3 separate regions of the Mus musculus genome follow, and regions 1 and 2 are each linked to region 3. Evidence: chromatin contacts called from public promoter capture Hi-C data. All regions are on one chromosome and are shown on one strand. Each heading gives the region's core, a stretch centred on a gene start, on an enhancer-like site or on the middle of the called end of the contact. The rest is flanking DNA. Distances are from core to core; before and after follow the strand shown. Region 1 overlaps Xrcc5 (X-ray repair complementing defective repair in Chinese hamster cells 5). Region 2 overlaps Igfbp5 (insulin-like growth factor binding protein 5). Region 3 holds the start of Smarcal1 (SWI/SNF related matrix associated, actin dependent regulator of chromatin, subfamily a-like 1).

Region 1 (2,891 bases), core at 35-2,534, 260 kb after region 3:
AAACACTCCTCTGGGTGAACCTCTGAAGTTCGCCACCTGGGTTAACTGAAGTGGGAAGACGCACCTTGACTGTGGATGGCACCGACTCATGAGCTGGGGTCCAGAGCTGAGCACAAAGGAGAAAAGGAGGCCCACAGACGCGGCGGGCCTCACATCCCTGCCACCTGCCCTTCCTTGCCTGGCAGACTGTATCCTCAAACTGTGGGCCAAAATAAGCCTTGCCTGCCTTGAGTTGCTCTTGTCACAGCAGTAAGCAAACTACCTACTACAGTCCTTCTGTGGAAAACAGACATAGCAACGGTGTCTGCTTCATTAGGCTGTGACAATAAGAGAAAATGCAGGCTGCTACTCAGGATACCCCACAGGCCCTCTGAGCCTGGCCTGCACCTTACTCACGTTCCTCTGCCCACCCTGAGCCGGTCCTTCCACCAGATAGAATGATCCACTAATGACAAGCTCATGATTCCAGCTCATCTACAATTCCAAAAGTCATGCTCTATGCTCTGCTACTGAACTCAATCAAACTAGTAGATATTTCAAAGTATTCCTTATATTCTGTACATAACTGTACATACTACCAGCTTCAAACTATCCCATTCCCTCACACACTAAATACCTGTGGTAAGATATAACGCCATACATGAGGGTTTTTTTTCCCCCAGAACTGGAGACTTAAAACTACACTAAGCAGTGCACAACCTGGTAATAAGCTAATCCACGTACCCTGGCTGCCATCTTAAGCATCATCTGGCATCTGACGATTTGAGCTCTTGAATATTCAGATATTCTCAGCTAGTTTCCAAGTCCTCTGGATAAAGATGTCGTCTAAACATACTATTTAGGCCACATGGGTTGGGTATATTTAGCCCAGCTTTAAAGAGCCTAGTGTGTTTAAGCCACGACAACAACCACAGATAATATTTTCCCCTAAGGAAGCATAGCCAGTAGGCTCTAAGACCTGACATTGGCGCTTGAAGAGGAAGGGCGAGAGCTGCTTCAGCGCTTGATAAGCACACTCCTAGCGAGTGAATCTGCGAGAGGGAAGAAAGCCAAGGACAAGTCCTGTCACTTGACACATTTAAATTTGGAAGGATCAAATACACAGGTCCTTCCCCCAGAGCCATCTTGCTGGAGTCCCCACTGGCCTACAGGACCCAGTGTTTCTGCTGCACCCCTGTATCTCAAAGAAGTGTCTCTTGGTGACCAATCTACGCTGCCTCCCACCACCTTAGAGAAAATCTCTCTTGGGTGAAAGTGCAGACACTTGCTTCATACCTTGAATAGTGTCCTCTTTGGAAACTTCAGTTTCATCATCGTCATTTAGGCAATAAACAGTCTCTTTTTGTATATCTTCCTTCTTTAGCGTTCTTGCGTCCACAACTACCCAACTCTTCTTAAATTTCTCCTGTACAATCTATTATCAAAAGATAGATAGAAAATGAGGAGAGACAAGATACTGACCAAAGAAAATGGAAATCTGACAGACTCTCTGAACAACTATTCTACCTACAGTATTAAGCCTCTTCTCTCCTTTTATTAAATTTTGGTTTATTTCAAATGGGAATGCCTTATAGCTGTTTCTACATTCCCCTTTTCTCCTTTGGTAGGCTATAGGCACAAACTGATTTCTGAATACACATATACTTTCTATAGAAAACTCTCAAATTGACTAATAAAGAGGGAGAATACATTTTGCCATCATCAAAGAGAGGAAGAAGCCAACAAAGGAAACTGTGAGAGTATATTTTCATCCCTAGGCATGCTCTTTTGGCCTTGACAGAAACCAAAATAACTCAAAATTACCTCTATGGTTCTCATCATGTACTTGGGAATTAAGTTCTTAAACATTCAAAAATATCTGTATATTTATTTCTCAGATTTAGTTATACTTTCAGCATAAAGGGGGGGACAAGGAAGCTCATGTTGAAGCTTAGATCAGATTTTAACTGCAGAAGGCAACTGACTTTGGAAAGTGAACTTTGATGCGCAAATGCACATGAGTACTGACACACAACCTGACGCTAATAAGCCAATGTTTTTGACATCTTATAGATGCTATTACTACTGGACCCGTAACTACTGAACTAGGTATGACCATATCTCCACAGCTCTACACATAACTCTAGTGTATTATTGACATCCCCACTATGACACACAAAGACAAACTAATCCATCACAGTTTCTTTCCCCTAAAAGGAAAAGACACCAAGGCCTGAATTCTTGAGGAAGAGGGACTGCAGCCATATTATAAACAGTTGTTAAAGCCTCTGCCCGCATGCCTTTTAGATGAAAAGCTATACAGAGATTAAATCAAAAGGGAGAGCAGTAAGAGAGGCAGTAATTATACTCTGAATAGCTCGCACATGAATTGTCAGCTTCTTACATAAGCATATTTATCTGCCTGGGAACACGGCTTTAAAAAAAAGCACTTTACTACCTACCGATTTATAGGCTACAATCTTTATAGACAAGTTGGGGCCAATGGTCAGTTGGCAGGGCCAGGGCATGGAACGCCTCTCAATCTTCTTAAAGACGCACAGTTGTCGTAGACTCTCACTTAATAAAGAAAAACACATAATGAAAGACAATTTTCCAATGTTAATTTAGAGGAGATGGTCTCCTTATTTTACTAGAATCAGACGTGTGTTGTTGTTGATTATAAAGACAGAAAGAGCAGCAGGCGGTAGGAAAATGAGAACCACAGCTGGGAAGGAGCCAGAGACAGGTGAGCTGGCTTGGGAGGGAGAACTCCAGTCACTGTCCTGACAGGGAAAGGGACTGCTGGGCCCTCCTCTAGTAGATCGTTTCTTTCCGCTATACCAAAGATTCTTAACATTTACGCTGGACCAAGGACACCACTGAGGAGATGACAAAACCACATTCATCAATGA
Region 2 (2,732 bases), core at 81-2,580, 280 kb before region 3:
CTTTTGGCGGGGGACACAGCTCTTTGCGCTCTCTTGATGGCATGGCATAGTAGAGGCCCCCTCCAACCCGGAACATGGAGCAACACAAAGGGAGAGCAAAGAAACTGACGTGCGTCGACTCATAGGACATGGGTGGCTGCGGGCACAGAAAGGGATGCCTCCTGTTGCCTGGACAGGACAGTTGGCTGGGAAGGAAAGAGAAAATTGATCTTCATAAGACAAAGGGCCTGATGGGATGGCAATAGAAGGACTTACCAGACCTGCAGGGTCAGTATACCCATCACCCCGCACAACATCCCCAACCCCCAACTCAAACTTCAATATATCTTAGGCCAGTATCCTAGACCTAAGTCTCTCCTTTCTGCCATTATTTCTCCGCATCTTGAGCAGTCATCTGACTGAGATTTGCCAAGTGGATACTGGGGTACCACTGCCCCCCAAGAAAAGACTGAGCCAGGAACTGCCTACTCGCTCCCCCTCCCGAGCCTGGAGCTAACTCCTGTGAGGGGTGCTCTCTTCACCCCACAACTTACTAGACCTTGAGTGAGCCTCTGTCCCTTATGTGGGCTCTTCGCTGTGAGCCACAGATGGAGGTCATTGTATAGACAGTTAGCCTTCCCCAGGTCAGCCTACCTCCCCCAAACTTGTGAGTCTCCCCGCTGCTCATATGGAGAGGCATGTCTAAGACAGCAAGTCTTCTAGAGGAAGCTTGCCTTTAACAGACAGATGGAACTAAACCTTCCAAATGGGAGATCTGGCTGAACCCAGGATACAGAGACCATGGACATGGATGGGGTCATCAAGAGAAGAGGGATGTCCTTCTCCAGGTTAGGGAGAGAGAAGGCAAGTTTGCAACGATCCCATCATGCCCTGAGCAAGAAGCTTTTGGCCCAGGCTAGCCTTTAACTCCATTAGAGGCCTCTCTGTTGGGTTTATCCACAGCAGTAGGCCCAAGTATGGCCTGTCCCCACCTCTACTATCCCGTGGAAGGTTTCTTCCCACCCCTTTTTGACAAATGCCTCACTCGAGCAGTGGAAAGATAGCTCTCTTCCCCCTCTACTGCCAGGTAACAAAGAGACCTAACCAGGACCTATTCTCCACCCCAGCCAGTCTTGACCAGCCAGAACAAAGCAGGGAACCTGGAGAATAAAAGACTCTACGTTCCTCTGACAAAGACTCTACGTTTCTCTGACGGCCAGGCCTAAACAGACAAGGCTTGGGAACATCTGCCCCACAGGATACGGAGGAGGTCAGCTGTGCTCACTCCTCTTCTCCTTCCAAGACCCTCTTCCGACCATGACTTATCTCCATGGTAACATCCTCACCATCATTCTCCCACTACCAAGGGTTGCCATGGCAACCTCCCAACCACCTGCCCATCCCAGGCAGGGCAGCTGTCCTTCTGCTCAGAACCCTAGAGGACTCTAGGTGAAATTTTACAGCTTAAGAGAGGAGTGAGCCAAGGAGAAGAGACCCTGTAGTCCTCTGGCTTTCAAGAGAAAGAAGGCTATGATTTAAAACACAGTAGAAGGGAAAGAGGTCTCGTCGACCTCTCCCGGGGAGCTTAGGGGTTGTACTGTCTTTATTTTTTAAACCACTAAAGTGCAATGTTTCCTGCACTCTTGTTACCCCGCCTCTCTTCCCTGTTAGGTTTTCATTTCCTTGAGCAGACTTTCTTGGTTTTTTAATGGAGTATAGACTTTCACCACTTCACAGACTCTGGCCTCCTCTCCAAGTCTCTCTGGATGGGGAAAAGGAAGGTAGAGGGTCAGAGGGGAAGGGGTCCCTCGTCACCCCGCATCCATTCACCCCCACTTCTCTGGTCCCTAGTCACCGGCTTCAGCCCCCATCTCCGACACCATCACTGTCACACAGTAGCCTGTCACACGGATAGTACAGTTCAGACAAGACTCCTTCAGATTCCGAGACGCCTACCGGTTGTTTTTGGTTTTTGTTTTGTTTTCTTTTGTTTGTTTGTTTGTTTTTTACAACAGCAATAACCACATCACATATTACTGTAGCTCTCTATAGTGTTACGTTCAGACACCGTAGCTCTGTCCTCTCTTATTTTGTTGGTTTTGACTTAAAAAAAAATACTTATGCTTTTTACTGGTGAAACAGATTGAAAAAAAAATTGAACAACAAACCAGTTTGTGAAAAAAAAAAAATGGGAAAAAAAATCACCCCGATGTGGAAGAGCTCGGCTCCTCTTTAGCATTTTGTACTTAAGGAAATAAAAAAGAAAAACCTGGAAGATCTCACATTTTATTACAAAGTGAAGATTTCTGTATTCTATTTATTCAACTTATAATTTATGTTACTCCTTGATCTTTGTCTTTTGTCGTGACAAAGCATTTATTTAATAAAAGTGTGCATTCAGCTAGCTTGCATCGCCTTCCTCCTGGGGCAGAGGGCTCTGTGAGCACCCAGGCTGCCAACAGGAGGGGAAGGAGAGAGGATCCAAACCGGAGTGTGTCCTCCAGGGGGTCCCAGAATGGAGGAAGGCCACCAGCATCCCCCAACTCCACAGATTCTTCACCCATTCCAAGCCACCGCCTCTTTGAGCTCTCTGTATCCCCACACTATGGGTTCAACCCTACAGAGCTGAGGGACTCTGTAGACTCCAGAGACTAAATTATTCATAAAGCACACAGAACCGAGAGCACACATGTGTTCTACCATGGCTATAATTTAATATCTGCCACTGCTGGTGAACAAAGTAGTCTAACCCA
Region 3 (3,043 bases), core at 302-2,801:
AGTTTTACAATGCTCTAGATGCAGGGGCCTGAACACCAAATTCTCTGGCTGGGTCTGACTTAAGCCTTACCCAAATAGCACTACCTTATAATGTTACAGGATAGTTGAACTTGAGTTTCTAGTTAGGGTTTGGCCCAGCCCTTGACACATTCCCTCTGGCTGGAATACAGATATGCCTTTAGTACTCACCTTTGACTCCAAAACAATGAAGGTAAAGTTAGTTTGTAGGAGAAAGCACCCATGTTGAAAACGATGTCTAATTGAGTGGCAGACAAAGTGACGAGAATCAGAAAGATTTGACAGAATAGGATATGCCCAACTCTCATGAGGAACGGGAAGCCACTTAAGGGAGAGACAGACAGTGCAGGAGGAGAGAGTACAGCACAGGATACGGTAGAGTTGAGAGAAAGAGTAGAGCAGCAGAGAGGGAGGCGGAGGCAGTTTTACCGGGAGAGCTTTACAGAGACAGGCTGAAGAAAGAACAGGTCAGACACAGGTAAAGATAGAATGAGCAAGAGAATGAGAAGGAGCCAGAAGATTAGAACCAGATTCCTAGAGTTTGAGACCAAACAGAGCAATTCAGAGGCGGAGAGAAAAGCCAGACTGAATCAGTCAGCTGGGGAAAGAAGTCTGAGCCAGAACAGCTGAGTTGAACCAGCCAGCTAGAGTTCAGAAAAAACACGAAAGGGTGAGTTTATTCAGCAGCAAGTCTCAAGGGGCTGAAAACATTCAAGGCCCAGATCAGAATATAAGGAGGCTAGAAGCTTCCAGGACTAGGCCTAGGTTAGCAGATGGAGGCAGTGAGCCTCCCAGACAACTACAACAGGATAAAAGTTACTTTTATATTATAATGATTGTAACATAGGAAATACTCCAGTAGCACCGCCAGCCGTCAAAGAAAGCTCTAGACTCTTGACTTCAGAGGGTTTACATTTTAATCCTTGCTAAGACTCCCTTTAGACAAAGCACCCCAAAACATCTCCTCTCACAGATGTTACACTCAAGCCTGCCAGCCAGCAGCAATGAAAACTCTCAGCCTTGTATTCAACTAGGGTTATACCTACCAAGGCCTAGTATGCTGACTGACCCAGTTGGGGAGATGAGACCACGGAATGAGAGGTCCAACTAATAAACCATAAACCACAAATGCACACCACCACATAGACATTCCTCTTTGCTGAGACCTGGGCTTCCCTTCCCTTCCTGTGCACATCCTGGGTGCCTGAGAAAAGGGGACGCCCCGCCCCACTTTGCCTCTAGCATTTCCACTTGGATCTTCCCGTCCCCACTGCTCCCTCCTCTTGCCGTATTTGGTCTCGTCCGTCTCCAATGCTGCTACCTCCTTCGCAGCCCACTTTCTTACCTAGCGAGGCCAGTAAGGTGAGGCACCTTAGCAGAACAGCCCTAGACCAGGAGCGTCTTTCAGAGCCTTGCCTAGGCAGTTTTCGCTTCTGGTTGGACTGTTAGAGGAACTAGAATTCAAGCGCTACAATTTCACCCATCTTGGAGCGGGCCATTGGCATTTGAATGGCTCGGCCACCGTCGAACTACATTTCCCAACAGCCAGTACGGCCGCAGATCCCGGTCATAAATTGTGGGTGATAGTACACTTGGTGTAGGGCCTTCTGGGGTTTGTAGTTTGAATCGGAAAGCCTGCCCATTGGAGGTTGGTGAATTTGAGAGGCGTAACGTTGTGGGCGGGTCAAGGTGTGGTGCACCCTGGGAGTTGTAGCTCTCAGTTTCTCCAAACATTTAATCAGGCGTAAGGAAGGCTGAGCGTTCAGTGTCAGGGGTGTCTCCAGACATGTCAGACAGCCAGATTGATTTGATACTTAATAAAGATTTTCCTGGCACACCCGTTTCTAATAGTGCCGTCCTTATAAGCCCCAGCCGCTGCTGAGTATCTGCTTTCCTAGACCAAAGAGGAATTGAAATTTTTAGAGCCTCCATCAGTCAGCGTGCTGATCATTAATAGGAACTTAAGTTAATCCGAACTACAACCTATGAAACATAGACAGTAACTCATGTAACCCAGACTTGTCTAAGAACTCACCCTGTACCAGAGGATGTCTTTCCTGCCTCCACCTCCTACAGACTTGCACCATCATAAGATTATTATTATATCTTTTTTTTTTTTTCCTCAAAAGGCAGGATCTTAACATGTATCATTGGCCTAAAACTGACAGAGATCCTTCTCTGGAGTGCGATTAAAGTTGTGCACCACACACCCAGCTCCATTATCCTCATTTTATAAATGAGAAAACGGAACTAGGACTGGTCCACAATTTTCTCCAGGCTGTATTTAGCTACTTTGTTATTCTGATTCCAAAGCCCTCCCATCTATCAGATACTATCAAGGTTACTTGACTCCATTTCTGAGCACAGCATTCTTTCTGTCCTCCAATGGTTGAATATAATATTCTTCTATCATCAGCGTACACGGAAAGGTTGAAACGATTCTGTTTTCAAACAGAGCTCATTGCAAAGAGATAGATCTCTGAATACAGAGTTAATTGGGGAAATGACCAGACATTTAGGGAAATGTGATGTGTTTTTTAATAAGAAGAGACGATGAGGTGGACTGCAGTAAGATATCATGAACACAGGAGCTATCAAAATAGCAGCCCACAACAGGAGGAAGAGGAATGTTGCTAGTGTTGGCTATTCATGCCAACTCAAGGGGCAGGGGAAGGCTTTCAGTGCCTGAACTCTTGTAAAAGTATACTTTGTAAAGGTTATAAACCCTCAAGGCACACAAGTGGCCAGGCTCTGCCCTGCAGATGTCACTAGTGGTTGTACCAGTGTAGCTGGAGAGGGTTCAAGCCCCACCCTACAAGGAAAAAAAAATCCCACCAATCCTTGAGTCCCAGGCCACTCTGGAAATCCCACCCACCCTCTAGAAATCCTATATAAACCCTGCATTCTGCCCAGTCCTTTGCTGCTTCTCACTGGAGCAGAGGCAGCTGCCCTCCTGAGTTCCCACCTTCCAAGAAGTCTATTGTGGCAAGTTTGTTGTGTGGTGTGACTCTGTGGTATTCCCAAC

Evidence for each region. Promoter capture Hi-C pulls out the DNA fragments that hold promoters and counts their contacts.
Region 1: a promoter capture Hi-C map of neutrophils shows a contact between it and region 3. The contact joins the enhancer-like site here to the promoter of Smarcal1 in region 3. A contact is called at or near these places in 10 of 39 promoter capture datasets (the C10 cell line, the HPC-7 cell line, cranial neural crest and 7 more), 3 of 15 datasets of contacts at CTCF or cohesin (the NIH/3T3 cell line, large pre-B cells and pro-B cells), 102 of 484 Hi-C or Micro-C datasets (the 63-12 cell line, the AML12 cell line, the AtT-20 cell line and 70 more) and 31 of 115 datasets of contacts at active chromatin or transcription factors (the 230-238 cell line, the HPC-7 cell line, the NIH/3T3 cell line and 19 more).
Region 2: a promoter capture Hi-C map of hippocampal neurons shows a contact between it and region 3, with 3 times the contacts expected there. The contact joins the enhancer-like site here to the promoter of Smarcal1 in region 3. A contact is called at or near these places in 12 of 39 promoter capture datasets (the 3T3-L1 cell line, 3T3-L1-derived adipocytes, the C10 cell line and 7 more), 14 of 484 Hi-C or Micro-C datasets (the G1E-ER4 cell line, embryonic stem cells, hematopoietic stem and progenitor cells and 4 more) and 5 of 115 datasets of contacts at active chromatin or transcription factors (astrocytes, embryonic stem cells and large pre-B cells).

What each region holds. Positions count from the first base shown.
Region 1 is chr1:72,324,739-72,327,629 of GRCm38.p6, reverse strand. It overlaps Xrcc5 (X-ray repair complementing defective repair in Chinese hamster cells 5), which reads right to left. Exons shown (of 21, transcript NM_009533.2): 7 at 2,442-2,556; 8 at 1,276-1,414. Among named protein-coding and RNA genes, the nearest start is that of Xrcc5, 19 kb to the right of the region's middle. Within about 2 kb of position 1,284, at least 15 of the 459 cell types and tissues checked have an H3K27ac peak or open chromatin away from gene starts, as enhancers often do. A contact at or near this core is called in ECoMG-derived neutrophils, hematopoietic stem and progenitor cells, myeloid progenitors and 1 more, where this site is marked.
Region 2 is chr1:72,857,584-72,860,315 of GRCm38.p6, reverse strand. It overlaps Igfbp5 (insulin-like growth factor binding protein 5), which reads left to right. Exons shown (of 4, transcript NM_010518.2): 4 at 1-2,251. Among named protein-coding and RNA genes, the nearest start is that of Igfbp5, 16 kb to the left of the region's middle. Within about 2 kb of position 1,330, at least 22 of the 459 cell types and tissues checked have an H3K27ac peak or open chromatin away from gene starts, as enhancers often do. A contact at or near this core is called in hippocampal neurons and neural stem cells, where this site is marked.
Region 3 is chr1:72,581,759-72,584,801 of GRCm38.p6, reverse strand. Smarcal1 (SWI/SNF related matrix associated, actin dependent regulator of chromatin, subfamily a-like 1) reads right to left here and starts at 1,551. Exons shown (of 17, transcript NM_018817.2): 1 at 1,364-1,551.